Linked DNA regions of Gossypium hirsutum: region 1 is linked to region 2. The links are chromatin contacts, called in public Hi-C maps. All regions are on one chromosome and are shown on one strand. The core of a region is the stretch at or near the end of the contact, and the rest is flanking DNA. Distances in the headings are between cores, read along the strand shown. Region 1 overlaps LOC107952749 (a long non-coding RNA gene). Region 2 has its middle 13 kb from the start of LOC107952747.

The links. Hi-C and Micro-C count contacts between places; a contact is called where the count stands out from the background.
Region 1: a Hi-C map of leaf shows a contact between it and region 2, with 2.2 times the contacts expected there. The contact joins two enhancer-like sites. A contact is called at or near these places in 16 of 34 Hi-C or Micro-C datasets (anther, fibers, hypocotyl and 3 more).

What each region holds. Positions count from the first base shown.
Region 1 is chrA07:50,301,013-50,306,592 of Gossypium_hirsutum_v2.1, forward strand. All of the region lies in intron 2 of LOC107952749 (a long non-coding RNA gene), which reads left to right. Among protein-coding and RNA genes, the nearest start is that of LOC107952749, 5.3 kb to the left of the region's middle. Within about 2 kb of position 2,394, at least 3 of the 9 cell types and tissues checked have an H3K27ac peak or open chromatin away from gene starts, as enhancers often do. A contact at or near this core is called in fibers, where this site is marked.
Region 2 is chrA07:50,255,649-50,260,587 of Gossypium_hirsutum_v2.1, forward strand. No RefSeq gene overlaps it. Among protein-coding and RNA genes, the nearest start is that of LOC107952747, 13 kb to the right of the region's middle. Within about 2 kb of position 2,178, at least 3 of the 9 cell types and tissues checked have an H3K27ac peak or open chromatin away from gene starts, as enhancers often do. A contact at or near this core is called in fibers, where this site is marked.

The sequences.
Region 1 (5,580 bases), core at 1,144-3,643, 46 kb after region 2:
GTAGCCCTTCTTTCCAGTGTGCTTATGGCGAAACGTGTGTAACAGTTCATAAGCGAGTAAAACATTATCAAAAATTAATCTCCCCAGCACAAAGACACTTTAAGCACAATCGGCACAGTTCCCAATAATGCTCTGAAGTCAGTTTGCTAAAAAATTTGCCACAAGTTTATATAAAATAGAACACAAACTAATGGGTCTAAAATTCATTAGGTTTTTGGGATTTAGAATTTTAAGGATAAGAACAATTTTAGTAACATTTGCATATTCAAGATCATTACTTTCATTAAGAACCCCCAAACAATAGGAGAGAGCATCATTCTTGACAATATGTCAATATTTCTGGAAAAACATAGTTGGGAAACCATCAAATCCCAGTGCTTTTATAGGCCAAATTTATTTTAATGCTGTGTAAACATCTTCCTCCGTAAACTTTGCTAAAAGGAAAAGTTCTCCTCAAGAAAGATGTTAGTATTAATCTCTGATAAAATATACGACAGATCACCAATCCCATTCAAAGAAAACATATTTTGAAAATATTTCGTAGCAAACTCCCCAATTTCATCTTCTATGCTTACTACCTTTCCATCTTCTCGCTCCAAACTTCCAATAGCATTTTTTTTTCGAGTCAAAACGTACCTATGGAAAAAAAAAGTGTCTTTATCACCTAAACGAAGCCAATTAACTATTGCCCTTTTTTCCCAAAAAGCTTCGTCCTTATCAAGCTCAAAGTTCAGTTGGATCTTAACATCTATGAGTGCTGCCAAATTATTATCATCTCGACCCTCAGCCATTAGATCTTCCTTCTTTTTAGAATGGGTACACTTCAATTCATTGCGGTTCACCTTAATCCTTTTTTCCTATTTTATCAAACTTGTACTCAATTATTTTAATTTTTCGAAAATAGATCCTCTAGTCGAATCCCAAAGTCACTTAATTTCTCCTTCTAAAGACTCCCCCATCTTCCACCACACCTCAAATTCAAAATTAGTTGCTTATTTCTTCTTGTTTCACTAACAGTGCTTAGTAGGATCGGGCAATGATCTGAGAAAGAATTCGGTAAATGTTTAATTGTCGCATGAGGGAACATACTCAACCAATCGTCATTAGCAACCCCTCTATCCAACAGCTCCTTAATATTAGTCTCGGGTCGATTTCCTCGTTCCCAAGTGAACCAATTCCCCGAGTACTCTATATCCCTTAGTTGACAATCATCAAGAGCCTTTTGAAAAGCCTCTATTCTGTGTTCCTCTCTTGGTACCCCACCAACCTTCTCAAAAGAGTATAAAACTTCATTGAAATCTCCGCACACCAACCAAGGAATTTTTTTTTCATTCCCTAACCTTCTCAAGAGATTCCATGTTTCTTCTTTAAAACTCGCGTAAGGTGCACCATAGAAACCTGTAAAACGTTAAAGCTTATCATTATCATTTTCCTTAATAAGAACATCTATGTGGTTATTGGAATAACTCTTCAACTGCACATTAACGTCCTCCTTCCAAGCTAAGCACAGCCCACCCCTTGAACCATTCGCCTCCACTTCAATTCCATAATTAAAACCACATCGCCTTCCCACCTTCTCCATTCTATTTTCATCAAGTTTAGTTTCCATGAAAAAGAGCATTTGGGGATAATCAAACTTCACCATTTGTCGAAGTCTTTGTATTGCTCATGGACTCCCCAATTCATGAACATTCCAACATAAGATTTTCATTGTTCCTGGTCAGATTGCTGATTGGCAGTCATCGATCCCTATTGAAAAGAAGCAACAATCTGCTCCTACGAATCCGACTCTATTTTCAAAACACTGAAATTGTCAGGATTCTTTTTCATAATTTTTAGTTTTTTTATTATTACCCCAATTTGAATATTGCTTTCCTACCTCTTCAGGGTCTTGTATTCCCACTTTTTGCTATCCCGTGCCATTTTCTCCTTCTTGATACTTTCCTTTTGTAATTCTAGCGATACGTTTTCAACTGGCCTTTTTTGTTTTATGACAAGTTTCCACAATTGGAATAACGAGCCCAATCTGTGATTTTATCTTATTCCATTCCTGTTGTATATTAGTCTCAATTATCTCCTTAGAAAGCTCCTCTCTCACAGTATCCTCCATAATTTCAAGGAATAAAGGAGCCACCAAATCCCCTAAATTTTGGTGATAAACAGTAGTTTCCAGAATTGGAAGTTTCTCTTCTATAGCCATTCGCTTCACCACAAACGAAACCTCCGCTATCCTCTGATCAGAAAAATCAACATAAGCACACTGCTTCAGCAATCGTTTACTCCATATCTCATTTTACCGCAGCCAAAATAGAAAGTTGTAAGTTTTCATATTTGAAAGCCACCCAAACCTTTTCCTTTACTTCCGTTGAAATGAAAATACCTCTTCTCAGAGGTTTTTGTGCATCGATTTGTGCCTTCAGTCGAAAAACATCTCCTTTTATTTCCGATCTTATCACCCCCCTGAAAGTCGAACCAATGGCATGCATAAGATCCTTTTTATCACATTCTAGCGGACAAGGACCAATCTTAAGCCAAAAAAGAGACGAAACCAATGTAATCTGATTTTGGTTTACAGGTTTCGTTAGCCTATAAAAAATGATAAGTTGTCACTTAAAAAACCATGGTCTACCCTCCATAATCATATCCAAATCCTCTTCACTGACGAATAAAATCATGAAGAGATTTTTCCCCACCACTTGGATTTCAAATTTCTTTGTCTTTTTCCAGATACTTTTTATTTGTGCCCTGAAACTGTCAGGAGTATATGACTTTTTTTGTCCAAACAGAACATATTAACGACATATTTCCAATCAGGACCAACAACGAACTCTTCATTGATAGTTGTACGAGTTCTTCCTCTAGAAGGGAGATCTCGTCCTTCACCATACTTCCCTAAAAAATGTCACCACTCACCCTCAACCCAGCTACAGTATCTTACCTTTTCTCTGAATCACTAGAAAGAAAGCACTCTCGACTTTTATAAATGCTCAAAATTTATATCACATTGAAATAACATAAATTTTAAAAAAAAAAAAGAAACACAGATATTATTATAAAAAATTTTGACTGAATTGATGTCACGAATCAAGTAGATATTAATTCAATAAAAAAAATAAACACCTCATAAATTAATTATAAATAAATTAAAAACACTAGTATTATGTAAATTTTTATTACCTTATTATCAATAACAAGTTTTTAGGAAAATAAATTAGTGATGATAATTATTTTACAAAAAAATAACTATTGAATAAAAATTTAATATTATTTTTTATTTTCACTTACATGGTTAATGTACCATAAGACAAGTAGATAACAAACATGGTATAAAATCACATAAAATATAAAAAAATTAAATATTTTATTAAATATATTTTAGTTTTGACTTAAAAAGCTCTAAATATAACAACATTTATAATGAAATTCAAATAATTTTGTGGATCTCATAAAACATTTGGTTAAAATAGTTTGACATGTTTATAATATTTTTGAGTTGGTTATAATCTGTTTTGTGTATAATATTTTATAGAAAACATAATTTGTCATTTAATAATACGAAAGATCAGCATGACTACGACGCATATTAAACATCCCTAGTATTTAACATAATATGTTACTAATTCTGGCTACTTTTTACACAGATGACAGTCCATCAACCATCATAAGAGAATTAGACTACACAAGTGAAATGTGTCTAGGTTTCAGCCATCAAATAAAAAATAGAAAACAAAAAAAATATAAAGAAGTTGTTTATACAGTTCGATTTCTCTACGTTTGTGAGGCTTAGTTTAATGAGAAATACTTATTCTTTTCAACAATAACAACAGGTGATCATAATCTGTCACGCCCCCTAACAATTTTCTTCACCATTGTAACTTGAAAACTTAATACTCTTACCACTAAATACCCTTTGTGAATTTTAGCAAGTAAAACCATAACACAAAGTTTTACTATCAAAATGCACTCATACAATAAGGTTCCTTACAAGAATAGATTAAATACTTAATTCTCTAAATACATTCACCTATACAAGTCTCTCAATTATATAGACTTATTTCGAGATTTGCTTACATATGAGGATTTATCTCAATCCCACCAATACAACAATAATATAAGTTTAATACATTATAAAAATAACAATCAAAGTAATTACAATCCAATGTCCACAACTCAAAGGATTGACTTGGGTAACGCGATCCACTCCAATGTCCAATATATGATTCCCCAGTGATATGGTCCTCTATAATGTGCTAAAAATCCTCCATACAATCAACATAACCCATATAAATTGTTTGATAAATGACCAACACTTTAAATATGGAAATTGTCTCCATACAAATTTGGTTGCTAGGAAGTGGACACTCCTCAAGCGCCAAATTGTCAGTTTCATATTTTTTAACAAACTGCAATATTTCACCCCCAATGAAGCTATTCCAATAGGTAATATCCCATGGCAAACCTGCCACAAACAACACATTATTCATAGAAATATTTTCATATATCAGAAATTTTGGAAAAAATCGGTTTAGAAAACAATTTTACTGCACAATGAAAAACTAATTTTTTTCTAAAACCCGAGTAATTATGTTATTTATAGAAATAAACCCTTTTACCAAATTCATACCTAGTTATTTTAAGAACGAAAAATTTAAGTCTTTTCTTGGCTTTTGACCAACACGATCCTCTCTGCTATTTTTGAAGCTCAACTTGCTTAGAGTGTGGACTCTAATCCACAAACTGATGAACACTATGAAATCATTCTATTGTTAGTCAATTGAAATGTCAAGGCTTAAAGGTGTACAAAGCCCTCAAACTTTTTCAAAATTTATTCGCTTGAGTACTTGAACTGTCAAAATACATCAAAAAGGCCTCAAACTTGGAAAAAAAGTAATTATGCCCCTGTTTTTTTCTTTTTGCACTTGATTGCCAAAAGGCATCAAAAAGGCCCTTTGACCGTTAATTTTAATGGTTGACCATTAATATAACGCCCTGAATAATTTAAGTATATTTTTGTGAAATTTGACATAAATATGTATTTGTTTCAGTGGCTAAGTGTTCTGATTGTGTGTTTGAGGTTTTGGGTTCAAGTCCCACATTCGAAATATTTTGTTATTTTTTATCCAAGCCTTATCCTTGTAGAGTGGGCTTATATAATTTTGTTTGTAAACTCAAGTTAGAATGAGCCTATTGGTTTGAGTGGTAAGGAGTTAGCTTGCCTAAGGTCTTGTGTTCGAATCCTCGTGCGAGTGTGGATGTTAATTTTTGTCTTAGTTGTCTGAAGAGTTTTGGTGGGGCTGGAATTCTGAAGTGGTTGGTTTGGGTTAACGGAGTAGTGGAGAATTAAAGAGATTTTAGGGATGTGTTACAAACAAATTAATTTGAGTTAAAAATATTTTATTTTCTTTTTCCCCTTAAAAAAGAAGAAAACTCTCTCTCTTCCTAACGTTACTATACTTTTTTTTGTCAAAATTTCCTTATTTCTTCCTTTTTGATTCATGTCGAAATTTCCTCTTCCAATCACGGTGTTTTACTTTTTGTTTTTGTCATACGATTTTGAAGGTAAGGGTTCGTGGTGGTGTT
Region 2 (4,939 bases), core at 928-3,427:
ATCCTTACAAGTTTCTATTATTTTATACTATCAACACTAATATATTTATATTTTTTTTCAAATCCCTAATTGAGTTGGAATCACGAGTCAACTCTACATCAACTCGATTAAATAAATTATAAAAAATGTCATTCTGTAACTAAATTAAGTTATATTATTTGATGGTACTTTAGTCTTTTTATTTTAACAAAAATCAATAAAAATTAAAATATTTATATGTCCTAATTTGAACCCACACCAATTGAATTTTTAAAACCTTTAATTTACCACATAACCAAAACTTAATTTTAATATATTTATTTTAATATGCACAATTTATTATCTCTATTAGTTGTATATATATTAATAATATTGTTAATTGAGTTGGTGCAATAAGTCAACTTGACACTAACTCACGGTTGATGTCAATACCATGATAAACAATTGTAGTGCATTTAGTATTGTTAATATGATGTATTTTTTGTATTTTTTTTAAGGTGATGTAGTTATGTATTTAAATTTCATTTTACTCACAATTTAATATAATTTTTTTATTTTAATATTGTACATATTTCATATGTTATTATAATTAATTAATTTCAAATCATACATTTCATTATTTATTGTATATTATTTTTAAACACAAATTTATATTCTAAATATGTGGTTTTCATATATATATATATGCATGTGATAAGATTTTTAATATTATAATAAAAGACTTCATTAAATTTAATGTGATGAGTCAAATTATAGTAAAAAAAAAAAACCTTAGATAATAATAACCACGTGCAACAAAGTGAAATTAAGTGTGATTCTCTTTCTTTATGAGAATGGGATCGAAAAGGTTTACAGATCAATATCTCTACATTATTCTTTTCCATAATATGTGATTGAAACCTATTTTGATCACACTATTTTAAGTGTGGAATTAAGAGAGTTTAGTCTATTTAGTGTGGGGAATATTAGTAAGTGAAAGTACTATATATATATATACAAACTGTGTTATTTATTTGTGGGCGGAAAGTTTTAGTGGGAAGGTTATTTCATTATAATAGTATAGGAATGAAGCTATAAAGAATACGAGCATCATTGAGCTTAAAATATTTTTTGTACTATGAAGATTATAGTGGATTCTACTTTGATTAAGGCCTTTAAAAAGTAAAATTGGATTTCTCTCTAAATAAAATCTAATAAAAATTAGATTAGATTCAAACTACGTAATCAATTATCTATATTAATTGTTACTTTTTCAATCTAAAATTATTTTTGTAAGTCCCTATTCACGACAACTTAACCGACAATTAAAAACTTTTCCATCTCCTTTGAAATTTATATAAAACAAACTATTTACTTCTAAAAGAAAAATCTATCCACATTTCTAAAAAAAAGAAAATACCCACTTAAAAATCAATCTTATTTAAACTTCTTGTTCAAATAACTTCTCGTAACTAAAAAATCACTTTATTAGTTTTTCAAGTTTTTCACAAATTTATATATATATGCATAATTTCAAAGACATTTCAATTCAAATCTTTTTCCTTCAATATAAAATGTTCTCACTTTTTTTCTTTTTTCTTTTTACTTATATACACATATACGTTATGTTATTCAAATGAAGGCTTACAACTTATTCCGAAAACGAAATTTTAAATGTTATTCATTTGATATGAGAGTTATTTTGAATGAAATAAAGCAATGAAGGTAGTAATTAGGAATATATATTGTGATATATTACAGTAGTTTTTAAAACACTAAATTTATATTGAAATGATTCTGTTCTTTTTATGTACTTAACACAAAGTAGAAAAGTCAAAAGTCCTTTTTCCATCTTTTATTTGTTTTGTTAGAGAGAAATTCCTAGTATTAAACATATTATACCTTTCTCACATTCATCTTTTTTACTAACCAAACACCTAATTGACTTTTAACACCCCTTATTTCACCTTCGTCTTTTGGGAAACTAGGAGCATCTCACCTTCCTTCAACACCATCTCTAAACTCCATCCATAATAAGCTTTTGTCGTTTGTGGGAATCTAGTAAAAACCCATGGCTTAATTCTCTCAAACCTCTTCCATCTTTCTCATTTTATTATTGGGTTTGTTATATTTAGGGATGGTAACGGGGGCGGGATGAATTTTTGCTCACCTCAACTCCAACCCGAACTTTCATATCCGACCCATGACTCTCGAATCGACCCGACATTAGAAGAATAAACCCACCCCGATTCCCAAACCCCAAATTTTATTCCATACCCTATCCCGAACTGAATCAACCCCACCCAAACTTATTTCAGTTTTATCACATCAAACAATTTTTTTTAACCTTTTCTGCTACTTTTGTTGCTGCCAAAATTTGAAAATAAGAGATGGTCGCCAACATCTAAAGCATGACATTGTTGACTGTCTATTTTGATTCCCTAGGAATCATAATAAAACACCAAATAGGCTCTTGAAAATTTCTATAGAAACACCAAATCTTTCGTTTGTACTTCGTTCTATTACACAAGGAATTTGTATGGCAATTTTTTATTTATAGTTACCAACCCAATTTCTCATGCATTTATCTTATGGGTATTGGGAAAAAAAAGGGGGGGGGGGATTGAACTCACTTGTTGATTATTTAGCAGAGATGGTGATTCGATGGGAAAATCACCATTTCAGAGTAAAGAAAAACTGAGGTGGCAGAAATGGTCCCGATCCAACCAAAAAAGTTTTCCTATTAAAATTGGATTGGGGCTAAATTATAATTAAAAATTAAAATAGAGTTAATTTTATAAATTTCTCGAGGCAAGGTGGAGCAGGTTTATCCTAAATCTAACTCGACTAGTTTTTAAAATTAACCCAACTCAACCTGAACTCAATTTTAGCAACAAAAAAAATACCCAACCCTATGGAGTAAAATTTGGTCAGAATTCATCGATCTTTTATGTTATTTTTCCATCCCTAATTTTGTTGCTCCATTTTTGGGTTTCTTAATGTAACACCCCAATTCTTGATCCTATCGTTGGGTCCGAGTCACAAGGTATCATATTCATTGCAAGAGCAACTATAACCAATCATATTCAAACCAACGTCATTATACATTTAATATAAGTAAATTATGTGTATAATACAATATGGTATCAATTTCGGGTCTTATTTGAGCTTACGAAAGTTCTTTTTCTAACCTAGGGCCGAAATAATACCAAATTCTAAAAATTCTAAAACATCAAGTTGAAATCGCGACATTAGGGGGTTCCTCATCACGATACAACATACTGAGTAAGCCTTGTCAAAACGTTTAATATTCAACGTCGCACTGTGGCATGAAAACCTGGTCTCATTGCAAAGACAATCATTTGACGTCGCGGCATGACAAACTGTTTCTAGAGAAATCAACTTGTATAAGTTTGGGCGACCTAAAAACATGTATACTCCCTTTCTTTACAACTAATTCAACGATCTATCATTTACAACCAAGCCAAATATGCATAAACATCAACCATCACATTATATCTAAAACACTATAATACAATTTTGACCATTTATAACCTTTGAACAATAAAAGCCTAAGTACATGCCCTTAGATTAAAAGATGAGAACTATACAAACTATATTGAGTCGATAGATGTGGTTTGGATGCTGACTTCACCTTTTTGGGACTTTGAGAGAACTTGCATCTGCACACGAAGACAACAAACCATACAATAAGCACTAGGGATTAGTAGTACTTTCATGATTCAAGATATAAGAACATAGCTGCATTGTTACAACATAATGCATATACCAATTAACAAATCAACCTAACTAGACATTCATCAATCATACTATTTCCATCATTTGTTACATACTTTTCAAGTGAACATTTTGTGCTTATACTCAAATAAAATTTCAATACATATGCATAAATAACATTGACATTATTTCAAACAAGTTCATAACGAATCTATTCATCTTCCCTTTCCTCTACCATTTAGAACTTCTATACAATCATTAATTAACATCAATACATCTATGGCAATGGCATCACTTCTATCAAATTTGTATAACTAATTCAATTCGCTTACCTTATACTTACCATTTTATCGATTCTAGAGTCTACTGACTCATTCACATTCGATTCGGCTCTTAGGGCTTGATTTCACTTGCTTTACATAATAAGATACATACTTCTCAATTCAATTCATATATGAACATATTCAAAATATCAAGCAACATATTAATTCATTTCGGTATAAGTTATCAAACTTATCATTAATGACCCCTATTAACCTAACTCGGAATTGGACGAATACACGGATCATCCAACCAAATGACACTGAAGTGCATTAACAGAAAAATCGAGTAAGGGAAACTAGAACGTAAAGTGCATATTGGCACACGATGTAACAACTTATTTTTCATTTGTGTCAAAAAAAGTGGTTTCGGGACCACAACTCTGACGTGTCAGCTTGTAAATACTAAGTATTTAATATTTACGAAGTCATTAGTATCATATTAAATTATGGTTAAGAAATTTTATCGTTTAGATAATTAATTAATTAAAAAGGATTAAATTGTAAAAGAGGTAAAAGTTAGTCGCTATAGATTTAAAATAGTAAAAGGGCTAAAATGGTTATTAAATCATGGTCAAAAAGTCCAAGCGGTGGTGGATATGATTGATCCAATAGCTTTTGGGCTATTTCCTTATTAAGTCCTAATTAATTTATGGTTAAATTGAAATTAAGCTTATTTTGTTAATTTAAAATAATTGAAAAATTAATTGTGCAATTAAACCCTCCTTAAATGGTAACTATACCCTAGGTAATTATAGTGGACATTTATGGACATGTCTTAGTACATTATTAAGTTAAAATTAAAAGGTTAAAGTTGTAAATAATTAAATGGTAGGTTAAAATTAAAAAATTGACGTAAATATCATCATTTTTCCTTTCTTCTTCTTGTGGAAAGAACCAAATAGCCATTTTTATGTTAGGGC